2 separate regions of the Hordeum vulgare genome follow, and region 1 is linked to region 2. The links are chromatin contacts, called in public Hi-C maps. All regions are on one chromosome and are shown on one strand. The core of a region is the stretch at or near the end of the contact, and the rest is flanking DNA. Distances in the headings are between cores, read along the strand shown. Region 1 has its middle 38 kb from the start of LOC123405802. Region 2 holds the start of LOC123401609 (formin-like protein 7).

The links. Hi-C and Micro-C count contacts between places; a contact is called where the count stands out from the background.
Region 1: a Hi-C map of leaf shows a contact between it and region 2, with 3 times the contacts expected there. The contact joins the enhancer-like site here to the promoter of LOC123401609 in region 2. A contact is called at or near these places in 2 of 6 Hi-C or Micro-C datasets (leaf and seedling).

Annotation. Positions count from the first base shown.
Region 1 is chr6H:538,680,388-538,688,108 of MorexV3_pseudomolecules_assembly, reverse strand. No RefSeq gene overlaps it. Among protein-coding and RNA genes, the nearest start is that of LOC123405802, 38 kb to the right of the region's middle. Within about 2 kb of position 3,733, at least 1 of the 3 cell types and tissues checked has open chromatin away from gene starts, as enhancers often do. A contact at or near this core is called in leaf, where this site is marked.
Region 2 is chr6H:538,642,489-538,649,767 of MorexV3_pseudomolecules_assembly, reverse strand. It overlaps LOC123401609 (formin-like protein 7), which reads left to right and starts at 5,067. Exons shown (of 16, transcript XM_045095440.1): 1 at 5,067-5,568; 2 at 5,917-6,617. The coding sequence starts at 5,496. It overlaps LOC123405802, which reads right to left and starts at 3,272. Exons shown (of 4, transcript XM_045099350.1): 1 at 3,164-3,272; 2 at 1,159-1,508; 3 at 612-1,073. The coding sequence starts at 1,506.

The DNA of each region.
Region 1 (7,721 bases), core at 2,484-4,983, 40 kb before region 2:
AGTTTAATTGTGCCGACTTGTCATATTTACTAACAATACCAAAAACAAAAAAGATTTCTTGTGGTCGTCGGTTTTAAATATGGTGAGTTGTCATATTTTTGCACGTTATCGTTTCAAAAAAGTTGTTTGTGCTTGTCCGTTCGATTATGTCGAGATGTCATATTTATACGTAATTTCTAAAAAATATGGTGATTAAGTTATTTTTTATCAGACAAATAAGTATTTACTAATATGACAATTAAGTGCAACAAATGTGGTAAGCACGAGCAAAAAAAATGTTGTCAAAACATATTGACATGGAATCTAGTTTTAAAGATTTCGTCGAAACAAAGTTAACGACGAAAACGAATCATCGATCGAATTAACGGTTTAAGAGATAAAAGTTTTTGAATTCTGACCATAGGAACGAAATCTAGGGTGAGCCGGCTGAATGAGGGCACCCGTGTACGCACGCTTCTCTTTAGATTTTTCCTATAGTTTATATGTTTGTATGTGTGTGCGCCTTAACTATCACTTATTTACTAATTGAAAGCATTTTCAAGACTTCTAATTAATTCACATCATTAAAATTAAGTACACCGTTGGATTGTAAAATTAGCATTCAAGATAAGGAAAAAACTTCCGTAACGTAGATGGTTCTGGCAGTCCAAAAATATGAAATATGACACGGTAATGTTTTGAAGAAAACATCCATCCAGTCCTTTTAAAGAAAATGATAAGACTATTCTCAAAAAAATAAGACTCCTTCCATAACTATTCTACAGGATCCGGATCCGTGTAACTTAACTTTATTTTTACATATGCAGGATCCGTGAAACCCTTCTACAGTACAAGTTAAAAAAGCAAATGCATCAATCATCAGTAATACAAAGAGAAAACATCTCCCCCGCTCCTGTACATCTGTTCCTTTAAAGAAGAGGCTTCTCAAAAACATCTTATTCGTGAAACTCTTCTTCTTGCTAATTAAATAAGGGAATCGTTTTCATACGGCGCGCCGGCCGAGCCGACGCATCGGTCGTCCCTCGCGCGCGGACCCATGCAATATTTTTCCCACTCGCGCGCTTCGCTGGTCAATGGATGCAACATTTTTCGTCTAAATTTATTGCAACCAACGTTATTTTTGTTGCAAGCATTTTTTACTACATTTTGTCCCAGTATAAAAGTTGCATATACGTCTGGTTGCAACTTCAGTTCGTTGGATTTTTCATTACAATCGATGTTTTTTACTTTTGTTACAACCGTGTTAATTTTTGCTACAACCGGCATCATGTTTTGCTGCAATCGTTCACTAAAAAAGTTGCATACACATCACGTAAATATTTGTTACAACCGGCGTTTGACTTTTGTTACCACGTACCATCAGATTCGTTTTTTCTACGATCATGTAGATATTTTTTTGCTACAAATTTTGTTTTTTGTTACAACCGTTAAAAAAATTGTTGCATCGTATCGAAATTTTGCTGCATACGAGAAAAAATGTTGCATGCGGATCCAACGATGCGGACGCGCGGGGGTTGATGGATCGTGCGGTCCGCGTGCGGCCGGCCGAAAGTTTGGGCCGGTGCGCCGGCGCATATCACTCCCCATTAAATAATCGAAAAAATATGTCCATGAAAAAGAGAGAACATCTCCATTGGCTCCTGCATATGGCCAGACCTTTCAAGCCTTCTCACTAATCATTGACCACTGATGTAAATTTATATCCATGTCATATGAACTAACTACACCACTGATGTAAATGTATGATAGAAAAAAAAAGAGAAAACTTGCCGAGCATAGATGATGCCGTCCAAAAATTGTCATGTGACACCTCCAACATTGTTAATAAAACATCCACTCATTCCTTAAGAAGAAAAGATAGCGTCCGTTGAAAAAAAAACTCTACCAGTAAAAAGGAAAAAAGACGGAATCCATTTGATGACCCACAAAACTCCATGAATAAAATATTTTGTCGATGAATTAAAAAAACATCTGGCTCGGCTCGTGTACACGGCCGGTGACTCCACCTCCCCTTCAATCCTGCTCTCCTACATATGGCCGGTGTTTGCGATTTCTCTAACTGATCGATGTCCCAAACTCCCCATCACCATCAAGTGCATTCTCCCACCCATAGGGCCAACATCACACCACAAAGGAACCTCAAACCAAGTGTTGCGAGGTATGACGCGAGATCGACTGCGCCCTAAGTGGGGATCGATCTTCGTGATGGTTAGTGTCGCCATGTCTCCCTCCATCCACCCCGGGCATCAAAGTACACTCGCTTTTATCATATAAAAAAGGCTAATTATCAAGTACAACCTCCATCACGTTCCTTTGGGCTTCATGTTCCGAGAAGACTACAATCTAACTATGATAATAATGGATTAATGGTCGATGCAGCCTAAGATGACGTGTACACATCATTGTCTAAAGTAGATCATGTTGGTGTGTTAATTTGTAAACTCGCCATCAAAGAGCCTTTAGTGAATAGGAAACACAATGATTTATCTTTGTAATGTTGTTCATCGTTGGTTCTCCAAATCCACAAGCAAGTAAAATCTATCATGGAGTTTTTTTAATGTGTGACTTGATTTTTTGCCCTTTGAACTCATGACTAGCCATGAGCACACTCCACCCGTTTGTGTTTTAGAGGAGCGAACCAGATTCACCTGCATCAAATGTGGCCAGGTATAAAGTAGGGGTGTCATGATGTATAAGTGTTGAATAATCTGGAAAGTCAATTATTATTTTGCATATGCATAATGCGATTTTTTAAATATACACTACATTGCCTGTCTCGCATTCAATTTGTGAATTACATGCATTGCTAATACATATCTGCATATATATAGTACATATGCATGTCTTCATTTTGTGCTTAGAACAAAGAGAAAAAATAGCTATAAATGCATCTTTAAAAACATATAAATTATGAAAGTAATAAGAAAATCTGAATGTATCATGCGCCACAAAGATCTCATATTAACACATGATTATCTATGAGATATAGATATGTATAAATTATGGATAGAAATATTAAAACTGGCATCCATATTAAAAATTCTTAAATAATTTTTTTGGTTGAGAGAAGAACTTAAAATTTGAATAATCAGTGGTACATATAGTAATGAGAATATACTACAAAATACCGTTTGCCATCATACAATGACAATATTGATAAGGTATTAACAAACAAACAAATCTAGTGTATTTAAATTTTACACAACGAGATTGTCAACGAAACATTGGAATATTGGTTTACCCACTATCTTTTCGTGTCAAATGTGTCTTACATATTAAAATTGGTTATGTTGATGTCATTTATCTATTTTATCATTGACGTTGAAATAGCAACGTTGTCATGCATCCGAGCATGCAGTCTCATCAGAGGGCGGTGGATTTTGCAGTTTGCAACTCCGTGTGGCCAGACCTTGAACGTTCTGCACGCCTTCTTCGTCATTTTTTTCTCCGAGGCGGCAATCTCAAATCGAAATCGTTGGAGTCTTCCGGTCTACATCAATGGCATTTGGCTACTCCTTCCATAAGCTTCTGAGTTTTAACAAGTTTGCTCTGTAAGGACCGTAGGCGGCAACTAGCTTTCCTCACGAGTCACTCCGCGTCGTCGATGGACGCAAAAGGAAGAAGGCCTTGGCACCCCACGTGATTTGGATGTATTTTGCAATATTTGTAAGGACACCTTTGTAAGTAGTAGGAAAGAAAACCCCCTCTCAGAACCCGCAAAAAAAAAAAAAACTCGCAGACACTTAACGTGCTCCCGACCCCGTTGAGCGCAGCAGAAGCTCGTGGACTTATAACAAAACAGAGTGCATGAGCCAGCTTTGGATAACCGGTTAACCACCATCCCAATCAACCAACTACCGAGACAACACTCCACCCTGAACCGCTCCCCCTAGAGAAGGGGATCGCCAGGAACTGCCACAGCGCCACCGGTCCCTGCCTCTTCCGTTGCCCACTCCGGGGACGTGAGGAGGTGGGGACCACGGCGCTGCGACGTCGGTTTGTTGTTAGGGTTGGTCTAGTGTTTTCTTGGAACGCCGTTGGGGTGGTGGGAACGGCGTTCGGGCAAATAAATCTGCCTCAACTCTATTCCCACACTGACGGCGACCTTCACGGCGGCGTCTTGGAGTTGATGGCAACGTGTGCTGCTCGGTCCTTCAGATCGGTGGCTTGGTCTTCTCGCCGTTCTTCAGATCTGGCGAGATCAGTTTCTCGGTCTGTCGCTAGCGTTCGTGGTTATTCGCGACGGCGTTGGCGGCCGGGGCAAGGTGGTTTTTCTGAAGCGAGGATGTCGGTCCGAAGGTGGTGGATCTGCCGTTCCTCTCCAACTTTGTCGATGGGAGGCGACAACTCTTGGTCCAAGACAGCACGGGGACGTCCCCCGGTCGACGTGCCACAACGACATGTGCCTTGCTGCGTGCAGGTGCGGATCCAGGTATTTGACATGATTTGGCTGCTGCCATACCTAAATTTTTGTGTAAGTACTAGATATAGGTATTGTAGATGGTTCAAAGTTGTAGCTCTGCACTCTGCTGCTGTCTATATATGGACAACACTGGAGGAACAGTGAAAGGAAAGAAAAAATGAAGCTCACGAACAAGTATGAGGCGTGATACACTTGACAATTGGGTTGTATGTGTATCTAAAAAGAAAGGGTTGTGCGTGAGAGTAAGTCTACTGGAAAGAAGACACGAATATAATACTTTGATATACTCCCTCCGTTTTTAAATATAAGTATTTTTAGAGATTTCACTAGTGGACTACATACAGATGTATATAGACATACTTTAGAATATAGATTCAATCATTTTGCTCCGTATGTAGACCTTTAGTGAAATCGCTTAAAAGACTTATATTTAGAAACGGAGGGAGTACGATACAACCGGCAACATGCATGCACGTACGTGCGACTTGTTGAAAATATGAGCAATTTACCATAGGATTTTATTACAGAAAAAACTAGGAAAAACATAACCAATATAACAACAACGAAAGAAGGCAAGCTATATAGAGATGAGAAGACACAAGACATGCACATGTAGGATCCAGAAAAGAGCATAGTAAAACCGTTCTACAAAGATAAGGTACCATATGGAGTAATGAGTAGAAACGGAACATATGTAGCAGAGAAGCTATAGCAAAAAGGTGTGATAGGAATTCAAAGAAGAAGCACAAAAGTATGTACTGAGTTGCAGCAGCAGGAGCATTGGTGTTGGCGTTGTCGTTGGCCATAGTACCGAAGAGGTGGTCGACGTCGGGGAAGAAGTCGTCGTTCGGGAAGAGATCGTCGGAGTCCGTGATGGAAGCCAGTAGTCGCGCTGAGCGCTTCCCAAAAACCTTATCGCCCTTCTCCCGTACAGGACTCGAAGAGATGGAGTTTCGGAGGCCTACTGTCCCGACGAACGGTGCACGCCGCAGGACGGCATGAGGAAGAACGTGAAAACGTTCAGCTTTTCCCGAATGGCCTTTCATATACCAGTCTTGCGTGACAAAAATTTAGTTCGGCTCGGCTCATTCCCGCAACCCGCGGCGCGGCGGGCGGCGGAGGAGGAGGAGCGCGCGTGTATGTCTCTCTTGTTCTCAAGCTCATACATGTGTGAAAACATCCTCCCTTATAAAGAGGTCCAACTCCCACTAAACTAGCGATGTGGGACTAAACATTTCCACCTCTTTCCTTGCACAAATGGGCTGCGTGGGCCTCTAGGATTTATTAGGAATTTCTGAAATTACATATTGGGCTGGCCCATATATACACAAAATTCCAGCAATCCCCCACCAGATCCCAGAGGCACACAAAATTGCCTTTGGTTCCAAAACAATGTTTTATATACCGATATTACAGTGGAGACTCTTAAGTTGAACTTCCACTTAGAAATCTATGCTACACTAGTGTTGGGGAACGTCGCATGGGAAACAAAAATTTTCCTACGCGCACAAAGACCTATCATGGTGATGTCCATCTACGAGAGGGGATGAGTGGTCTACGTACCCTTGTAGATCGTACAGCAGAAGCGTTAGTGAACGCGGTTGATGTAGTGGAACGTCCTCACGTCCCTTGATCCGCCCCGCGAACAATCCCGCGATCAGTCCCACGATCTAGTACCGAACGGACGGCACCTCCGCGTTCAGCACACGTACAGCTCGACGATGATCTCGGCCTTCTTGATCCAGCAAGAGAGACGGAGAGGTAGAAGAGTTCTCCGGCAGCGTGACGGCGCTCCGGAGGTTGGTGATGACCTTGTCTCAGCACGGCTCCGCCCGAGCTCCGCAGAAACGCGATCTAGAGGAAAAACCGTGGAGGTATGTGGTCGGGCTGCCGTGGAAAAGTCGTCTCAAATCAGCCCTAAAACCTCCGTATATATAGGTGGGAGGGAGGGGAGGAGGCAGCCTCAAAACCTAAAGGTTTGGCCGAAATTGGAGGTGGAGGAGTCCTACTCCAATCCTACTTGGAGTAGGATTCCACCTTCCCACTTGGAAACTCTTTCCACCTTGTGTTTTTTCCTTCTCAAACCTTATGGGCCTTAGTGGGAACTTATTCCAGCCCACTAGGGGCTGGTTTATCTCTTCCCATAGCCCATGAGACCCCTTGGGGCGTGACACCCCTCCCGGTGGTCCCCGGCACCCCTCCCGGCACTCCCGGTACACTACCGATGAGCCCGAAACTTTTCCGGTAATGCACGAAAACCTTCCGGTAACCAAATGAGGTCATCCTATATATCAATCTTCGTTTCCGGACCATTCCGGAAACCCTCGTGACATCCGTGATCTCATCCGGGACTCCGAACAACATTCGGTAACCAACCATATAACTCAAATACGCATAAAACAACGTCGAACCTTAAGTGTGCAGACCCTGCGGGTTCGAGAACTATGTAGACATGACCTGAGAGACTCCTCGGTCAATATCCAATAGCGGGACCTGGATGCCCATATTGGATCCTACATATTCTACGAAGATCTTATCGTTTGAACCTCAGTGCCAAGGATTCATATAATCCCGTATGTCATTCCCTTTGTCCTTCGGTATGTTACTTGCCCGAGATTCGATCGTTAGTATCCGCATACCTATTTCAATCTCGTTTACCGGCAAGTCTCTTTACTCGTTCCGTAATACAAGATCCCGCAACTTACATTAAGTTACATTGCTTGCAAGGTTTGTGTGTGATGTTGTATTACCGAGTGGGCCCCGAGATACCTCTCCGTCACACGGAGTGACAAATCCCAGTCTCGATCTATACTAACTCAACGAACACCTTCGGAGATACCTGTAGAGCATCTTTATAGTCACCCAGTTACGTTGCGACGTTTGATACACACAAAGCATTCCTCCGGTGTCCGTGAGTTATATGATCTCATGGTCATAGGAACAAATACCTGACACGCAGAAAACAGTAGCAACAAAATGACACGATCAACATGCTACGTCTATTAGTTTGGGTCTAGTCCATCACATGATTCTCCTAATGATGTGATCCCGTTATCAAGTGAAAACACTTGCCTATGGCCAGGAAACCTTGACCATCTTTGATCAACGAGCTAGTCAACTAGAGGCTTACTAGGGACAGTGTTTTGTCTATGTATCCACACAAGTATTGTGTTTCCAATCAATACAATTATAGCATGGATAATAAACGATTATCATGAACTAAGAAATATAATAATAACTAATTTATTATTGCCTCTAGGGCATATTTCCAACAGTCTCCCACTTGCACTAGAGTCAA
Region 2 (7,279 bases), core at 3,818-6,317:
TTTCCGACGGAAGCGATAGCCTCTTTATTATTATTAGGTAAAGATTAGACTAAAAAAATCCCTTTTAGTCCCTAGGGGTGTGTTCGGTTTGAGGATCAAAATGCATGGAATGTCATGGTTCCATTCCGGATGCATGGGTTGGTTCCATTCTTGTGTTCGGTTGGACATAAAAAATGGCATGGGTTGATTCTGTCCATGTGTTTGGTTTGGGAGGTAAAATGAGAAGAATCTCATTCCACTCACCTCTTCATATGAATGGTGAGATTACCTCTAATGTGCTCATATATATCTCAGATTTGGACAACATATAATTTAAAATTTTGACAGCATTTTCTTTGTATTTTCAACAAGCAATTTAATAGTATATGATCACAAGTCAAACAAATATATAATAGCATATATAACAGATTTTCAATAGAAATACCATAAGATGCAACCGTATCACAAGGTCATCATCGAAAAGAAATATTGTTCATTACAATCCATACATATGGTTCACATGCTAGTCATCCAAAAGCTCTCCTAATTAAAGTTGGATACAAGTTCATCATCTCACGCTAGTCCATACAATAAATGCATCATGTGAAGTTCTTCGTCACATACCTACTCACCCAAATCAACCGGTTAGAGTCGCTGAGCGACATGAAAGCTCTTGCTATCTTGGGATTGTCCACAAGATGGGCATAGTAGTGAGCAAGGTATCCTTCAGCAAATCCAATAATGCCGGAGACAACTTCCCAAAGGTCATCAGGTATAGTATCGTCATCTCCAGCAGACTTCACAAGAGCTGCAGCTACAAGTTTGAACCCATCTTGAAGAGTTGTCATCAACGGATCATCCTTATTTTTCACCACCTTAGCCTTCTTTTTTGCTCGTTCATTGGGATTTGAGGACTCACCAACATTTGGTGACATGTTCACCTCACCATTGTCATCATCTTCTATGTCAATGGAAAGGTCATCATTACCAGACCTTGCATTCTTTCCTGTAGCAGTTTTTTGCATGAAAATTGTCTCCATCGCATGGTAGTGCTCAATTGGGGTATTCAAGAAGGCCACGTCAGATTTGTGATCCTACAAAAATTGTTCAAATGATTAGCCTGATAGTACAAAAATTGTTTAAGAAGGCCATGTCAAATCTTCATGCATCAAAGCTTACCTTGCAATGACCTGCATAGTGATCATCGCTCAGCCTGATAGTACAAGTATCCTCATCCCATAAAGCTCCACTTAAATTCTTCAATGTGACCAGCCTGCCCCAAATCTTCCTCCACTTCTTAAGATGGTTGTAAACCTGGCCGCCGGTGATCACTAGCTTGAAGTGTTCGTTCAAAGCTGCAGCACATTGGTTGTGATGCATCATCTTGAACCCACTTGAAGTCCTCTTGCCATCAGCAACTAGGTTAGCCAAGAAGCCTAGCATCATGGTGGTCATGGAGTTGGTCCACACAGCTTGTCCACTTCCAGCAGTGGTTGCACTTGCTTCCGAGAGATCAATGGTGTCCATTTCTGTCCAGCCATGAAAATGTATCAAATATAGTAAGTAAAATTCTGTCCAGCCATGAAAATGTATGAAATATAGTAAATAAAATTTTGTCCAGCCATGAAAATGTATCAAATATAGTAAATAAAATTCTGTCCAGCCATAATAATAGATTGTTTCAACAGAACAAATGGTGCAATTATCGAGCCATTACATAAACTCAAAGATACATGGTTTTGACATGTAATATGCCATACTACTCAATTTCCATACATGGCCTGCCTATCCACCCACATTTGTGTAGCAATTTGTTGCCTACGGTCAATCGTGGCCCTATGGTCACTTGCTTGTTGCCTTTGTGTTCGAACTGGTTGGGTGGTCCACGTCACCTCCGGCATAATGAATTCATCAGTCCCTTGAGATAGTGCATAATTATGAAGGATGCAACAAGCTATGACAATGTCTACTTGTACCGGAAATAGAAAGAATGGTTTGGCATCATCTAAAATTTTGAATCGTCTCTTGAGAGATCCGAAAGCTCGCTCTACCGTCACCCGTAGTGATGAGTGTCTCAGATTGAACAACTCCTTTTCATTTTGAACTGGATTGTTGCCCCACTCGTTCAAATGGTATCTCACGGCACGGAAAGGTGGCAAGAAACCGGGTTTGGCTCCATATCCCGCATCAACTAGGTAGAATTTTCCTAAAAAGAGAAAGAAAAATGGTGATAAGGCTTGCACTAATATATGGACAAATATAAGGCAATCTCTTACCTTCTGGCACTTGTAACCCTCTCTCACGTGCTAATGCATCAGCTAAAACAGTCGCATCATGGGCTGTCCCCTCCCAACCAGCCAACACATATGTGAAGCGGAGGTCAAAATCTACCGCTGCCATCACATTTTGAGTGGTGAATCCCTTCCTACCACGAAAAGAGGCTTCAACATCCTTTGTAACCGATGCTCGCACATGGGTACCATCAATAGCTCCAATGCAATCCTATATATTGACAAAATAGTAAATGGCCTGATTTATATTCTAAATAGCTAAGGAATAGTTTTTTTAAATACCTTGAAATATGGGTCAAACCGATGATTTCCTTCTATTTTTGTTGGGATCTCCAATGAAGGGGGCCTGATATAATCATTACGCAGCTGACCTATGGCATGAAGGACACGTCTAAAGTAGATGCTAATTGTCCCAAATGATCTACAAAAGTTTGTTGCCACAACCCTATTCCGAAGGTTATGTCCAATAGTATGCAAAAAAATTGCCACTTGTTGCTCCACATCTAAATGTATAGTCGGTTTGAGCAACTTGCGATCCCTCAATATGTCACACAAATGAAAGAAAGGAGCTCTCTCAAACCTCAACATGTTTTTACACTTCACATCACACTGCCAAATTTTGCTACTTAGATAATCAAATCTTTGCCGGTCTCTTTCATGCATAGGGCCATAGGAAATGCAAGCTCTCCTCTTCCTTATTATGGCACGAACAATTACCGCCACTGCAGCAAGAACCACAAAAACAACAGCACCCCTAATCATCCTCTTCCTTCTATTCACCCTCTTGACCATCTACAATGCATGGACTCTATCAAACATAACAGCAGCAAGAAGCCTATCTTTTCCTAGTACAAGAAAAGTGGAGGGATGGTGCTGGCCAACAAGATGCATACCTTCAGGAGGAGGAGGGGCTGCTGCAGCTCGACGAAGATGGGGTCGGCGCGGCGGGTCGGGCTGGGAGGAGGAGGGCCTGCTGCAGCTCGACGAAGATGGGGTCGGCGCGGCGGGTTGGGCTGGGAGGAGGAGGGCCTGCTGCAGCTCGACGAAGATGGGGTCGGCGCGGCGGGTCGGGCTGGGAGGAGGAGGGCCTGCTGCAGCTCGACGAAGATGGGGTCGGCGCGGCAGGTTGGGCTGGGAGGAGGAGGGCCTGCTGCAGCTCGACGAAGATGGGGTCGGCGCGGCGAGTCGGGCTGGGAGGAGAAGGGCCTGCTGCAGCTCGACGAAGATGGGGTCGGCGCGGCGAGTCGGGCTGGGAGGAGAAGGGCCTGCTGCAGCTCGACGAAGATGGGGTCGGCGCGGTTCTTTCCCCGCCGGTGGCCGTCGTCTCACCGTCGGTGGAGAGCGGCGGCTGGGAGGGCGGCTGGGACGGAAGAGCGGCGGCTGGGAGGGGAGAGCGGCGGCTGGGAGGGAGAGGGAGAGGATAGGGTTCGTGGGTGGGACGTTCTCGGGGGTGAGGGGGTGAGCGGTGAGGCTTTGTTTTTTTTTTTTGCGTTTAATCGATGAATAACGAGCCGGTTCCAACGTTTTCCAGGCATCGGTAGATGAAGCATCTTCAAGGAATATCCATTGCATGCGGACGGTCCGGTTCCGGATGAAAACACAAGTGAACACGAGGATGGGCTGCCAGGGACGGAATCAACCCATCCCATGACACCTTATCCTCAAACTGAACACACCCTAGATAAAGAAACATGAGAGACTTTTCCTTAAGGCCTTGTTTGATACTAGGGTTTTTAAGGAGATTGGTGGAAATAATCCCTACAGGGATTGGATGAAATCCTAACCTTTACCCAATCCCTTCAAATCCCCATTTATTCCCAATCCACTAGGTAGGGATAGTGTATTGTGTATTGAGAAAAATCACTAGAATTTAGGGATCTGTGAGGAAATGTGGGGGTGAAGCATGTCAAATACACTAGAACCAAATGGTGTTATGGTATATGTGGGATTTAAGGGTTTGACCAGTACAATCCCCACTAATTTCTTAAAATACAATAGTACCAAACAAGACCTAAGGGACTAAAAAAAAACCTCTATTAAAGGAACTTTTTTCTTCGGTCCTCAGGACTAAAAAAAATCAAAAACACCACCTCAATTGGTGGCAAACGCCAACTATACCAACCCGCGCGCCGGCCCCACCGGGGGACGGAATCCCCCGGCCGAATCGCCCACCACTCGCTCCACATCATTCCATTCCATTTGTTTTATCCCGTGATGATTTTTTAAATCCTCCTTGTCACCGCTTTGATCTAGCGTACAAATCAGAGCACCCAAAAGATTTAGCAAGTTAACTTGCAGGAGTACTCCGTAGAATTGTGCGTGAAAGCAACTGACGGCTACTCCTCCCCCGCCACGGTAAACCGACGTTGTGCTCTTAACGCAACACAAACCAAGACGATGACGGTCAGCGGTTTAATAACGCTACCACCCTTTTACCGGTTCTGATTTTCTTTGTTGCCTATTCCTGGGCCATTCTGACTAGCAGCAGCTGATCTCATTAAAAGACAGCTCTTACGCATGCACTTTGGCCTTAATTGCAAACGATGATTACGCATGAAGTTGACCCAACAAGTAGATATTTTATAAAAATTTTCCATTTTTTTAAATGAAACAAATCCATCATGACATATATGTGGCCCGGCAGCATTTTTAATCAAGACGATAAATTAAAAACCACTCCATTTTTAACAGAGAAGATGCAGGAAAGTGGAAAACTCTCAAAAGCAAGGGGGCAGAGTAAAAGAAACATACATATAAACAGAGGAGAGATTAACAGCTGCGCCGGAAAACAATTAATTATAAATAATAATAATAAATTTAGTCAAACGCACATCGCTTCTGGTCGTCTTCCTGCCTCCCTCTCCTCCTCCTCCTCCTCCTCGCCGACCTTCTCCTCTCGCCATTCCCTCGCCGAATCACCGCCCAAATCCACCGAAGCGACCCCTCTTCTCCGTGCCGTGCTCGTCGAGCAACCCGGAGCTCTCCGTGGAAAGATTCCGACGAGCAGGCCGCGGTCGCCCCCCTCGTCTGCGATTCTCCCGCCGTATCGCCGCGGCCAGCGGCCAGCGGCCTGAATCTCGAGGCCGAGCAGCTCTCGGCGCGTATAGCGCCGGCCTAGGCTCCTCCGCGAGTAGGCGGCCCGAATCCGCTGCTGGAGGGAGCTCGCGCTTCCGGATAAGATCGGTGCGGGGATTGGAGGGGCTCGCTGGTGAGTAGGGCGGGGCCATGGCGCTGTTCCGGAAGTTCTTCTTCAAGAAGCCGCCCGACGGGGTGCTCCTCATCACGGACAACGTATACGGTAAATGGAGATGGAGCTGCTTTCCTCTGCGCTGCCGTTGGTCTGGTTGCGTGCAGCAGACGACTGCATTTTTACACCCGCTGGCCGTTTTAGTAGTGGAGGAAATAGGTTTCAGTTTGGTTGATCTGTTGCTGATTGCACCTCCCAACTAGTAGTATAAGCAACTGAGCATGGTTCAAATGCTGATTTGTGAAGAAATTCAATTCGAGCATTTCCTCCATTTTAGCACACACGTATGTTTTAGTTATATAGCGTTCACTTTGTTTTCAGTTGCTAAAATAGCCATTTGAATTCAGAACAGAGTTGAGCAGCAGCATGGCTGACACATGTCGCTTGTATCCGTTTCAGTCTTCGATCATTGCTTCTCCTTGGATGCGCCGGAAGAGGACCAGTTCGAGGCACACACCAGGGGCATCGCAGCGCATCTTCTAGAAGATTTTCATGATCACTCGTTCATGGTCGCCAACTTCGGGACTCGGACGGAGGAAAGCCGTTTGTACCACATTTTATCCGAGTATGGCATGACTGTTTTGGACTACCCGGGCCACTACGAGGGGTGTCCAATTCTCACCATCGAAATGGTCCACTGCATCTTGAAGTCCAGCGAAAGCTGGCTGTCTCTGGGTCAGCAGAACTTACTCATAATGCACTGTGAACAAGGATGCTGGCCTATTCTGGCTTTCATGCTATCTGCTCTTTTGTTGTACCTGGGCCAGTATTCAGATGAGCAAAAAACACTGGATATGCTATACAAGCAATCATCTGCGGAGTTCTTGGAGATGTTTTCACCACTAAATCCCATGCCTTCTCAAATTAGATACTTGCGCTATATTTCGATGAGGAATGTCATGCCTGAGTGGCCTCCTGCTGATAGAGCCCTCACACTGGATTGTCTGACTTTGAGGATGCTTCCTGATTTCCAAGGTCAAGGTGGGTTTTGTCCGATATTCAGGATATATGGTCCAGATCCACTCATGCCCCATGACCAGACTCCCAAAGTTCTTTTTTCAACCCCCAAAACTAGTAATCTTGTCCGTTTTAATTCACAGGTAATTGTTCATTTTCTGATAATCTAGTTGAAGTGAATCTGCATGTCCTTAATTGTCAATGGTTAGTACTGCACTAAGGATTTTAATAGCTAGCTATAACTGTATTTACTAGCGACTAGCGGGATAGCTTCAATTACCTCCGCTCGATAGCTCCGCTACTCTATATAGATATATTCATCATAGTTTAGTATGGTAATTTTTAAATACGACTTTACGAAAAGGCAAAAACATTACTTATAAGGTTAAACAACAACAACAACAACAACCAAGCCTTTCAGTCCCAAACAAGTTGGGGTAGGCTAGAGTTGAAACCCATAAGATCTCGAAACCAAGTCATGGCTCTAGAACGTGGATAGCTAACTTCCATGCACCCCTGTCCATGGCTAAGCCTTTGTCGATATTCCAAACCTTCAGGTCTCTCTTAACGGACTCCTCCCATGTCAAGTTTGGTCTACCACGACCCCTCTTAACATTCTCAGCACGCTTATAAGGTTAAACTAAAAGAAAAATATCAAGAGACTTCAACCATGCCTTTTCAATACTCCAACATCCATATTTCTTAGTCAAAAAGTACTTGATTGATGTGATACATTTTTTGTTATGGCTATTCAATTCGGCATGTATCAATGCATTTTATTCTTTATATTATGGTATTAAAATTC